2 separate regions of the Mus musculus genome follow, and region 1 is linked to region 2. The links are chromatin contacts, called in public HiChIP or PLAC-seq maps. All regions are on one chromosome and are shown on one strand. Each heading gives the region's core, a stretch centred on a gene start, on an enhancer-like site or on the middle of the called end of the contact. The rest is flanking DNA. Distances are from core to core; before and after follow the strand shown. Region 1 holds the start of Stox2 (storkhead box 2). Region 2 overlaps Enpp6 (ectonucleotide pyrophosphatase/phosphodiesterase 6).

Region 1 (5,778 bases), core at 165-2,664, 230 kb before region 2:
TCTAAACTCCTTCTATATAGAAATTATAAAATTATGGCTGTATTTTTGCTTTGAGTTCTTCTGTGGCCCCCAGTCCATCAAGAGTAGGAAATAAAACTTTGAACATGGCTAGCAAGTCCCTGCATGATCTACGCTCCCTCTCTCTGACCTCACCGCCCACGGCTTTCCTGTTCAGCTCTGACTCCAGCCATACTGGCCTTCTTGCATTTCTTCCAACAGAAACCAAGACTGGTTTAGACTTCAGGACCGTCGCACTTGTTCCCATGGCCCTGGACACCAATCCCTTCACTCTTTGAGGGGCTCTTCATGCTCTAGGCCCCAGCTACTGGCATGCCTCACAGAGGTTAATGCATCTTTATAAAATGTGGCACAACTTTTGGCTTTAACTCAGCTTCCTGCATTTCTTTTCTGCTGGACCATTCATTGCATGGGACCATATTTGGTATGTTGCCTATTTAATCTGCTCAGTGAATGAATACCAAAGTTGTCACATGATCACAATCCCTCTTAAGTCATAATTACTGCAAAAATTTGTGTGACCATTTTGGTGTCTTGAGAACTGATGTTTTGTTGATTTGAGATACCTGAATGTCAGTAACGCCCATTCGTGAAAACATTAACAAAAAATTCACCTCTATGGCCCTTTACACATTGATCTTCTAAACCAGTCGTCTTTCTGTTCCTTGCCATTTTAGCAAAGGGTACCTTTTAAAGGCTTGTCTTGAATCTAAAAGGAGGTCGCTAAACATTTAGCTAATAGGTTTGTAGTTAGTAATTAATATTGCTTGATGTAGTTATAGGTTTTATATGCGACTTGTGGCTTTTTATCCCCACCCCCTTGGTATCCACAGAGAGGTTGTTCTGGCTATGTATTACCAAGCCACATACTGGAGATGGATGATGGCCTCCCTTCTAGATCTCATTGCCTTTCTGCCTCCTGGATGTCTTGCCAGAGCTTCCTGAATCTTAACCCTTTAGGGCCCTCCGACTGCTGAATACACGTTTCCATGAAGGCTTCCTATTGCTGGCTCTGCATCTTGTCACCCATCAGCGTGGAATGCCACCTTTAAAAATGATTGGGAACGTCTCGTTGTCACAGATGCATTAAAGAAAAGGAAAAAAAAAAAAAAGAAAGAAAGAAAGAAAAAAAAAAAAAAAAACCACCCAGCTCAAACGGGAAATGACAGATCACCTCCAGAGGCAATCAAGTTTATTCTCCTTGTTTAGAGCTCAAAACGCATTTTTGGCAACCCAAATGGGGAGGTGAGAGTGGTGGATAAGAATGGGAGTGGCGGCGCGTGGCGGGGCTGGCGGCCAGGCCGGGCGCCTTTAACTCGGCGTGACCTCGCGTCTGGCCCGCGCCCCCTCCTCCGCGCGCACCGCTGTCCTGCAGCGATTGGTGCTTGGACCATAAGCAGCTGTGCAGGGCCCGGCGGTGCAGAGGCCCCGGGCCCGCCAGCGCAACCAGGCCATTGGGGAGTGACTTCCACTCAGGATCGCAGAGGGCGCAGGCCGTTGGCGCGTGGCAGTCGGCGTGGGCCTGGCGTCCCCGCGCGTTCGCGGCGCCCCGCGTCTCCGGCTGGGCGCAGGTGGACCAGGCCGGGCGCCGCAGATCAGCGCGTTCCCACGAAGGCTAGCCCTCGGAGCGAGGGGGAGGGACCATCGGAAAGACGTGGAACGATCCGCGCGGTGTCATCCGCAGGGCCCAGGCCCCGCGCCGCCGCCGCCGCCGCCGCCGTCGCCGTCGCCGCTGGGGCTTTGCTGCGGGGATCTACGCCGAGCCTCCGCGCTGCCCCGAGATTAGCATGACACTGGGTAGCCGTCCCGCTTTCGGCGGTGCCAGAGCGCAACGCGCTAGTCCCCGAGCCGCGATGGCCTCGCGCGGGGGCCGATCGCCGGGCTCCGCAGCCACCGCGGCCCGTGAGTAAGAGTATGCCTGCGGCGGGGGACCCACGCGTGTCGGCACGCGCCCCCACCCTCCCGCGCCCCCGCCAGCCTCGGAAGGAGGAAGCCTGACGGCGCGCCGCGGTCGCCAGCACCCAACGGGGCTCTTCCTGCGTTGTCGCAGCGGCGGTCCCGGTGCTCCCGTGCGCCCCCCGTTCGAGCCTCTGGAATGAAGACTGCCTCCCGAGGACTGCGAGAGAGAAGCAGAGACAGCGGGCGCCGGGGACTGCGGCCCTCGCGGCTGGGAGGTCCAGGGGGACGCGACTCGGACGCTGTCATCCCCACGCCTCGCGCTGAAGCCTCCTAGTGCGGTTGGGGCTGCCGCCCACCGGTCAAGCTGCCGGGGCGTGCGATCCCGGGTCGGCCCCCGGAGGCCTCGGCTTCCTCATTTGTTTGGGTCTTTTGTGCTGTGGCGCACAGTTGGCTAAGCACTCCTGCGCTGAATCGGGCCATTGTCTGCGCTCCCATTGCTTCCACGCTGCAAGTCTCGGCGCCCCCACCCGGGCCGCCCCCTCCCGGCCGCCGAGCCTCCCAACGTGCCTTCCCCCTCAGGAATCTGGAAGCTGGAAGCCCGGCGGATTGCAAATGAAGTGGAATGCATTGTGGGACGAGTGTAAAATCCGAGCCTTCTCCGTGGGGGTGTGGGGGGGCGTGGGGAGGGCCGGACCTGCCGCCGGCGGTGTAGACACCGACGAGAAGAGGGGCTGGGGGAAAAAATGTGCGCAGAGTCCTCCCGGGTCGTGGCCTCGGTAGACGGATGAAGCAGCGCGCTGCGCCCTGGCGCTGAGGCCCTACTATCGGGGCACCAGGGTCGCCCTTTCCCACCATGAAGAAGACCCGGAGCACAACCTTGCGGCGAGCCTGGCCTAGCTCGGATTTCTCGGACCGGGCCTCGGACCGCATGAGGTCCCGCAGCGAGAAGGACTACCGCCTGCACAAGCGCTTCCCCGCGGCCTTCGCGCCCCAGGCTTCTAGGGGCTACATGACATCAGGTTGGTAAAGCACGGTTCAGCCGCCGCCTGTGATTGCTGCGCCGCGGCTAGTTGAGGGTTTGGGGTAGAGGAGGACCTGCGGTGATGGATGTGCCGAGTTATGTATGGGGAGAGCAGGGAAAAATTAGCTCCCATCCACCATTTTGTACCTCTGTAAGATCCACAGCAGGCCCTCTCAATATGGGGTTGGAGAGCTATTCTTTAGGTAAAAATCGGGGAGGGGGATTGAGCTGAGCATCTGGTCTGCAGGGAGATAGGATGGCTGCAGCCTTCCCTGAGCTTTGTGAAAGGCGAGCCTTAGTCCAGGGTTGCCCGCAATACCAGGTTCGCCTGGGCCTGCCTGCATTATGGCTTAGAGGATATTTAAACACTCCCTCCCCCCCTTTTAAAAAAAGGAACAGGTTCTTTGCACCGTTCTGGAGATTCGAGGCAGGGGGAAGCTCTGCCCATGTCCGTCTGAGTCTGTTTCAATTTGTATGCAGGAGCTATGCCGTGGAGCTCATTGAAAGCTTGGGGAGGGAGTCGTGGTGTGTTTGCATACGGAACGCTCGCACGATTGCGCGTGGACTTAGCATAGCTTGCATCAGTGCTGTGGATGGAATGGAGGCTGTATCGTGTTTTGCATGCCGGATGGGAAGGGCAAACACAATGGTCCTAGAATTGAAGGCTTCAAAAAATAGGTTTCTTGTGAGAAAGCGGTGACTGCTCAGAGCCTCCTGGAATGAGCTGGTTTTCTTTGAATCCCATTCACTGGCTTGTGATACTGGACCAGGGATGCTGAAGGGGGAAATCCTGCGAACCTTGCATTTTGTGTCCCTTACAAGTAAGGGTGTGAAAAATGTTTCATTCTGGAAAGAATTTGCTTTTAAATGCAATGTCGTGGAAGCGTGGAGACCAAACCACTCTAAACCCTGTCTTAACTGGGGAGATTGTTTTAAGCTTGTGGTTGGTACTTATAGTCAAGCCTTACTTTCTCCCTGAATAGCAAATCCTTTTAAATTGGGGTCAGTGTCTCACACTTTAAAAATGTACTGTGACCACGTCTCCATTCCCAGAAAAAGCCTCAAAGTAGCTATCCCTTTTATTTCAAAATCAGGTAATATAAGGATGTTGCATGCTATTTTGGCAATCACACTCCCTGGATTTTCTCTCTTGTGACAAACCAGTTTTGGGAAGGAAGTAACAAGCATAGTTTATGATTAAGTAATTTAAGTGGCGGCTGCGGTTGTTCTATTCTTTAGGCTCATGTCCAGTCAATGCACTGTACACCTAGATCCAACTCTACCCTCGAACACCATGCCCATAGGCCTCATGTACACAAGAGAGTTCAGTTAATTCCAGGCTTCCCTCCCTCACTGCATCCTCACTCAGCAAACCTCTCTCTTTCCTGCCCTCCATACCCACCCCAGAATTCAGAATTGACCCCAAATGTGGAGCTGTTCGAGGGCAGGTGGCTATCAGTTCTCTCACAAGCCTGCAAGACTCTTTTAATAATGTCAGGCACACTCCTGAGGAGTCTATTTTTTACCCGTTTCATCTTCGCTTCCTTGTGATCACACTTTCAGACTTTGCAAAAGAGGTCCATGATTACCCAGCGCTGTGAGACATCTTTGAGGGCACGAGGAAGAGGCTTCCAATTTTACACGATTCGCTCATTCCATCCTGGGTGCCACCTGCAGATGGTCAGGTGGTCTTCCCAGGATGATCCATTTCCAGCTGGTGGCCGAATTCAACGTCAAGTTACTTCTGAGAGCAGAGGAACCCAAGGAGAGAGCTGTGTCATTCATTCAGCCTTTGGTGGGGCGTCCCCCAAGACCAGTGTCTTGCTAGATTCTCTTGAGGATGCAGGGTTGGACAAAACGTAGTCTTGTCTAGGAAGGAGAGCTGTTACTTACTGTTTTATTGTAAATGTCATCAAGTTCATGGAATGCAAAGCAGATCTAGTGTTCATTGAAAGAAATAATGGATACTAAGGCATTGGGCATGCCTTAATGTCTGTCTGAGCATTGAGAGGGAAATGGGTCCTTTCTCCTATGTAACTTTTAGGATGCTGATTTCACGAGAGGACAAGTATCTTATCATTTCCTTCCCCATATTTGGCTCCTTTCAGAATGTGGGAGGTGCTAGAAGCTGATGTTGCATGAGACCGGTGGACATCATTTGGAGGAAGCTCCTCCTACAGAATGGGAAGGGGATGCACTTGTAGCAAGTTGGTTGTCCTGGGTGCAAGCTGAGCCTTTGTTTCTTGTCTCATAGCGTGAACTGGGAAATGAAGCGACTTAGGGACATGAAGGCCTTGACGCTTCCTTTTGTTAGCCCAGCCATTGGCTTCACCATTTCCTGTTACCATACTCCATTTTCAGTCAAGAAGAGTCTTGTTGTAGGTAAATTATTTGCATTCAGAGGACACGATAAGCCTCTTCAAAAAAAAAAAAAGTGCTAAATAATCTACAATAGCTTCATCTTGGAGAGACTTTTTAGAAATCCCTCCAGAAAATATGAAAATTAAGGGAAATAATTTAAAAAAATATTTGGGAAATGAGGAAAACCCCAGGACATTTTAAAAGAAATACACGCTGATAGCTATCCTGGGTTTAGTGCAGCTATCTAGCACACAGTAGGAGCTTCAAGTAGAGATATAGGCCTTTATAAGTTTTAGCGAGGCAGCCCCATTTCTAACATGTAGTAGTAAGTAGTCACCAGTGTCGAATGTGATTTATAGCAGTGGGCTTGACCTTTGGCCTTGTTCTTTTCTGCTCCCTTCAGGAGAAAAAAATGTAGGCTTCCAAGGTCAGAGCAGACACATAGAGTGCTGATCAGGTCCTGCAAGGAGACAGCTGCA
Region 2 (5,685 bases), core at 1,898-4,397:
CTTTGCCTATCAAGCATCCAAAATAGATCCGAGTGATGGAGATGGTCATAATGACCATTATGATAGCATCCATGAGCCAATGGCAATGAAAGGAAAGATGGTTTTCTCTGCTTGGACCTCTATAAGAGACAGGGAGTGGGAACTTGTAGAGCCCACCTCCAACAGGAAGACAGGGTGTCAAATGAGGGAGGGGGTTGCCATCCCACAGTCAAAACCCTGACCCATAATTGTTCCTGTCTGAAAGAATTACAGGGATGAAAACGGAGAGAAGCCTGAGGAAAAGAAGGTCCAGCGACAGACCCAAAGTAGGATCCAGCTCAAGGGGAGGCCTCAAGACCTGATACTATTATTGAGGCTATGGAATGCTCACAAAAAGGAACCTAGCATGACCACACTCTGGAAGACCCAACAAGCAGCTGAAAGTCAGATGCAGATATTTGCACCCAACCAATGGACAGAAGCAACTGACCTCTGTTGTTGAATTAGGGAAGGTGGAAAGAAGCTGAGGAGGAGGGTGATCGATCCTGTAGGAGGACCAGCAGTCTCAATTAATCTGGACCTCTGAGATCTCTCAAACACTGGACCAACAAACAGGCAGCATACATCAGCTGATATGAGGCCTCCAACACACATACAGTAGAGGACTTTCAGGTCTGTGTTCACTCAGAGATGATGTAAGTAATCCTCAAGAGACTGGAGACCCCAGGGAGTTTAGAGATCAGGTGGGGTGGAGGGTGGGGAGGAGGTATGGAATGTGGACCAGTTGGGGGCGGGGGTGGACAGGGGGTGGAATAAAATCTGGAGTGTAAAATAACATTTTTAAAAAGAGGTAGATTTCTTGTCAAACTGCCTTATTTCTCTTGAAAAAAACTTGACTTTAAGCACATCTGTGTACAACACACAAATGCCGACAGCTGGATGCATAGACACATATACACCACATCCTCTTTTCCTTTGATATGGTCTTACCAGCCCAAGCAATGGAAGAGTGTAGTCTCTGAGCGGGCAGGGCCTTGGGTCTTGCTATTCTCCAGGACAGAAACATTCTCATCTGGCTCAGAGGACCTAGTTTCCTTGGACCGAGTCATACGGTATCCGTTCCTTGTTCAGATGTGTGGCAGCTGCTGCCTCCCCCAGGAAGCCCCCTCTGGTGTCTTGAGGTCAGGTCAGATGACCCTGCCGTGTGCTCCCAAGACTATATGCTCACTTCTAGGCTTTTTTTAGGTGTACCCTTCTCTCTCTAGATTATGAGATGCTTTCACATCAGGAATGGTAATTCATTCTCCATGGTATCGCAACCCAAGCTTAACATTTTGCACATGGTAAGAGTGAACAGCAGTCAGCTAAGTGCATAAAAGCAAGTGCTCACTAATGAGCTATTGACTATGGCTGTGCACTGTATTTCTGCACCACCACCTCCACCACCACCACCATCACCACCACCACCACCACCACCACCACCACCACCACCACCACCACCATCGTCATAAATATTCATGTATTCCAGGCTGGCTTTGAATCATATAGACAAAGACAACCTTGAACTTTTGATCCCCCTGCCTCTAGTTTTCCCAGGCCCTGGGATTTCAGCTGTGTATCTCAGTTTATATGGTTTTGGGGTATCAAGCTTGGGGCTACGTGCATGCTGGACAAGCTCTAGCATTCAAGAGAGTTTTAAACATTCATAAGTATCATAAGATGAAGCCAGGATTTAAGCCCAGGTCCCTAGAACATGACCACGGTTATTGCTAAGGGTCAAGTCAATAGCCCATGACAAAGGGGATCCATCCCAAACAGCCCAAGTGACCTTTGGAAGTCATTGCTCTGTTGTATGACTTACACTAACTCCCAGAGCTGGCTACAGGAAAGGACATTCAGAGACACCCTCATTGTCACCTAGATACTCTGTGTATCTGTATGTAACCGTTTCCAGGCCTGGAGCTTTAGGGACAAGTGTCCTCACAGAAGAGCATTTATAGATTTGTGCACGAAGAAGCAGAATTCAGAGAGTTCTGGGAGATTCTCACTCCCTGGCAGATCTCTGAGACAGAGCTGAAACTTACAAATGTAACTGGGCCTTTAAATGCCTATCTGCATCTACTCCATCTTCCCAACTAGGGAAGAGACTTCAGAGCCGTCTCTGCCTGGTATCCTCTTCTTTATGGCCACGTACCAGTTATTGATACCCTCATGTTCTTCTGAGCACTCTGGGGTGTACATCATTTGCAGCCCTGAGAAAACTCTAGTTTTTAGAGAAGTGAAATTGTTAGTCAAATGTTCTTTTCTCTTTTTAGAACAAAACAAACTGACCCCTCATTAATAGGCCCTGTCACCACCTCCTCCATAATACGAATTGGGTTATGTTAGTATTTAGATTTTTCTCACAAATGCTATTATTTGTACACCCTAATGTGAGAATGACTAATTCAGACTGCCTCTGCGTCTGTACAGGGTCAGGTACGAAAGGTCCCTCTAGGGCCCTACAAGTGTGGAGGTGGTGGGGAGAAGTTAGTAATAGGTAATATGATTTCATCCATATGCTGAAATTCGCTCATGGTCCATGACTGGTAAGGCTCTGGGCTCTGGGATCTTCCTCCATCATTACATCTGAACACAATGAAACCGTCCATAAAATCTGTCCTGCAGATAAGCCTCCACATTTATCTGCTTTATCTCCTGGCATCTTAGGCACTCCAGATGTGCACCTTAGGCATTCCAGATGTGCTGGTTCACTCACTATATCATCTGTTTAGGAGTCCACACTTCCAGCATGGGCCCTACATGTGTTGGAAAATCCCACTTAATACATTGGCGACTCACTAAAGTGAGGCTTACTGTGGCATTGAAGTTTAATAAACTACTCCCAGGTCTCTTCATTTTAATACCCATTGTATTGCAGAATATTTGTAGGGCACTTTAGAACGGGCTGGTTTCTCTAAGGCTGTTTATCACATTGGAAAATCTCTATGTGGTTAGAAAGCTGGAAAGTGTCACAATTGACCTGATGGCATTGTTTCAGGAAGCTGTCAACCTCAGATGCCAGGAACACTTGATTTGGGATGCTTGTGTTACGGGGAGTACACATGTGAGAGCTTTCTAGGTTAAGATTTCATTGATTCATTAGGGACTGAAGTCTCCCAGGGCTGACAGCTCTTGCCTGCTTGGAGTTTAGCAGATAAATTTTTGGTAGCCAGCTGTTTCCGATGTGGGTCTGGTCTCTATCACAGGTCAGCTCGTTTGTCATAGGGTTAGGTGACGCAGATTCTGTGTCTGCTATTGGCCATTTACAGCTTTGAGGTTCAGGAACCATGCCAGAAGGACATGTGGCTATCAAACCTAGTCTCAGAAAGCTGCAGGGGGCCTCCAACCCCAGCGTTTCAGGGACACCCAAGTCTCCTATCACCTTATAATTCTGTCTAGATTGCTCTGCAGTATAAAAAGTTCACAATGTCGTATCCATTTTTCTTACTGAAGTACGTTGGGAGGAGAGAAGAATTGGGCAGAGGGAAATGGAAGCGATGTAAAGGTATGGTTAGTTCTTGACTGTTAAGAAAGATGATTTATCGTTTTAAAAGAAGGACCCTGAAATGACAGTGTGTCCTTTCAGTATCATGTTGGGGCACTGTCCAATACACTAGTTTAAAAGATACAAGACTTCATTCACCGTTACCATTCAGATTTCTGCAAACCTAGCTGGTAGCTAGCAGGAAACCTTTAAGATAACATTTAAAAAATTTTTGGTGGGGGGCTGGAAACCTGAAATTATGGTTTTATTATTCTCAATGTTATTGATATTTCTACATATGACAATATCTGTATCTCTTCATTCCTCAGCATCCTTTGTGGTCAGTTTTGCTTTCTCATATCCTCCAAGATGCCTTGATATTCTCACCCTATCAGTAGTAAGTTGATTTGAATCTTGGCATAAGTCTTGTGATGGTTTGTATATGCACGGCCCAGGGATTAGCAGGTGTGGCAGGATTAGAAGGTTAGGCCCTGTTGGAGTAGGTATGTCACTGTGGGTGTGGGCTATAAGTCTCTCATTGTAGCTGCCTGGAAGTCAGATACAGCTAGCAGCTTTCAGATGAAGATGTAGAGCTCTCAGCTCCTCCTGTACCATGCCTGCCTGGATGCTGCCATGCTCCCACCTTGATGATAATGGACTGAACCTCTGAAGCATAAGCCAGCCCCAGTTAAATGTTCTTTTGAAGAGTTGCTTTGGTCACGTTGTCCGTTCACAGCAGTAAGACCCTAACTAAGAGAAGTCTCAAAAACAGAACGAGTACATGGTAGTTTGTGAAAATTACCTTGGGCACAAATGTGGTTTCAGATTCTGGCTTCCCTTCTCAATAAGGATATCTCTGATGAATGGGAAAATTATCCCTATACCCCTGTTTCTCTGTTTGCAAAACCGACCTACAGTGACTTGAATAATAAATGTGTCCAGTAGTCTCATGTATTTGAAAACATGACCACCCCCCCACCCCACCCCACCCCCCGGCTGATGGTGATGTTTAGGGAGGTCTACGTGGTATGGCCTTGCTGGAGAAAGTGTATCAGCAGCTATGGGTTTTAAGAGTAAAATCCTCCCCTGTTTTCAGTTCATCCTCTCTACTCTGTGATAGTGGTTGCCATATGCACTCTCAGCTTGCAGGTCTCTACTTCAGCCACCACGTGTACTCCCTGCTGCCATTCAGTGTCTGCCATTATGGACTCTAATTGTATAAAACCCCAAACCAAATAAATTCTTTGTTCTATAAGTTGTCTTGGTCATGGTGTTTTATTGCACAACTGAAAAGCAACTAATATACTGCCATTTGGGTGCTAAATGAGCTGCTGGTATAGTGTTGGACACAGAGCAAAAGAGAAGGACACAAGGAAAGAAGGAAGGGATGGAGGGATGGAGGAAGGGAGGGAGGAATGAAGGGAGGGAGAGAGGGAGGGAGGGAGATGAAATGCCTTCTTCCGCTTGGCTTTATCACTTTGCCTGAGTGTATAGGTTTAGCAGGTAGGAGAGTTTCATCCCTACTGAATAGGAGCGAGCTTCTCCACTCTTCTTAGCCTGTTCATAGAGAAGAGGAACCCAGCCAAGATACTTGAACTGGCTTCCTTTGCCAGGTGGGAGGAATTATCTTGCCATCCATCCGTTCCTTTATTATCTTCAACAGTGGCTGGAGTTCTGAGAGTTGAGGTGGCCAAAGGAACTCCTCTGGAGCTGTATGCAATAGTTGAGAGGTCAACCAAAGTTCTTAGCTGGTGTTCCCCTGCTGCGGCTGCCCAGATCTTGCTTTCTTTGGTTTTCTATGTTATTTGTCAGTATGCTATTGTAATTTCCCATTGTGAGCATTAACCTTGGGCCCTACCCATGATGATTGGCAGGTCCTTTATCATTAAGACTCCTTACTTACTAAGATACTTAAAAACTGACCTTGAGCTCTCCCTGTGGCTCAGACAGAACTTGAACCTTTGAACCTTCTGTCTCAGCATAGTTGGGATTATGGTCTTGTACTACCAGGCCTGGGTTCCAGAGCCCCGTTGAACAGGTTACATGTACAATCTGCTTGGCACCATGTTGGAAGCAGTAACTGCTTCCTCCATGCAGCCAGGGCTCCCTGGTTACCTCCTGATCCCTCTTCTCCTACTCTACAAACTATTCTTTAGTTGGTCTTTAGCACTGGGTACTTT

What was found. HiChIP or PLAC-seq counts read pairs in DNA pulled down with a chosen protein or histone mark.
Region 1: a contact with region 2 is called in an H3K4me3 HiChIP or PLAC-seq map of embryonic limb bud, with 2.4 times the contacts expected there. The contact joins the promoter of Stox2 here to the enhancer-like site in region 2. A contact is called at or near these places in 1 of 484 Hi-C or Micro-C datasets (the N1E-115 cell line), 11 of 115 datasets of contacts at active chromatin or transcription factors (bone marrow-derived dendritic cells, craniofacial prominence, embryonic basal ganglia and 7 more) and 3 of 9 other capture datasets (adipose tissue, liver and pancreatic islet).

What each region holds. Positions count from the first base shown.
Region 1 is chr8:47,285,038-47,290,815 of GRCm38.p6, reverse strand. It overlaps Stox2 (storkhead box 2), which reads left to right and starts at 1,414. Exons shown (of 4, transcript NM_001114311.1): 1 at 1,414-2,936. The coding sequence starts at 2,771.
Region 2 is chr8:47,058,878-47,064,562 of GRCm38.p6, reverse strand. The region is part of intron 3 of Enpp6 (ectonucleotide pyrophosphatase/phosphodiesterase 6); the gene reads right to left. Among named protein-coding and RNA genes, the nearest start is that of Gm31231, 21 kb to the left of the region's middle. Within about 2 kb of position 3,147, at least 7 of the 459 cell types and tissues checked have an H3K27ac peak or open chromatin away from gene starts, as enhancers often do. A contact at or near this core is called in embryonic limb bud, where this site is marked.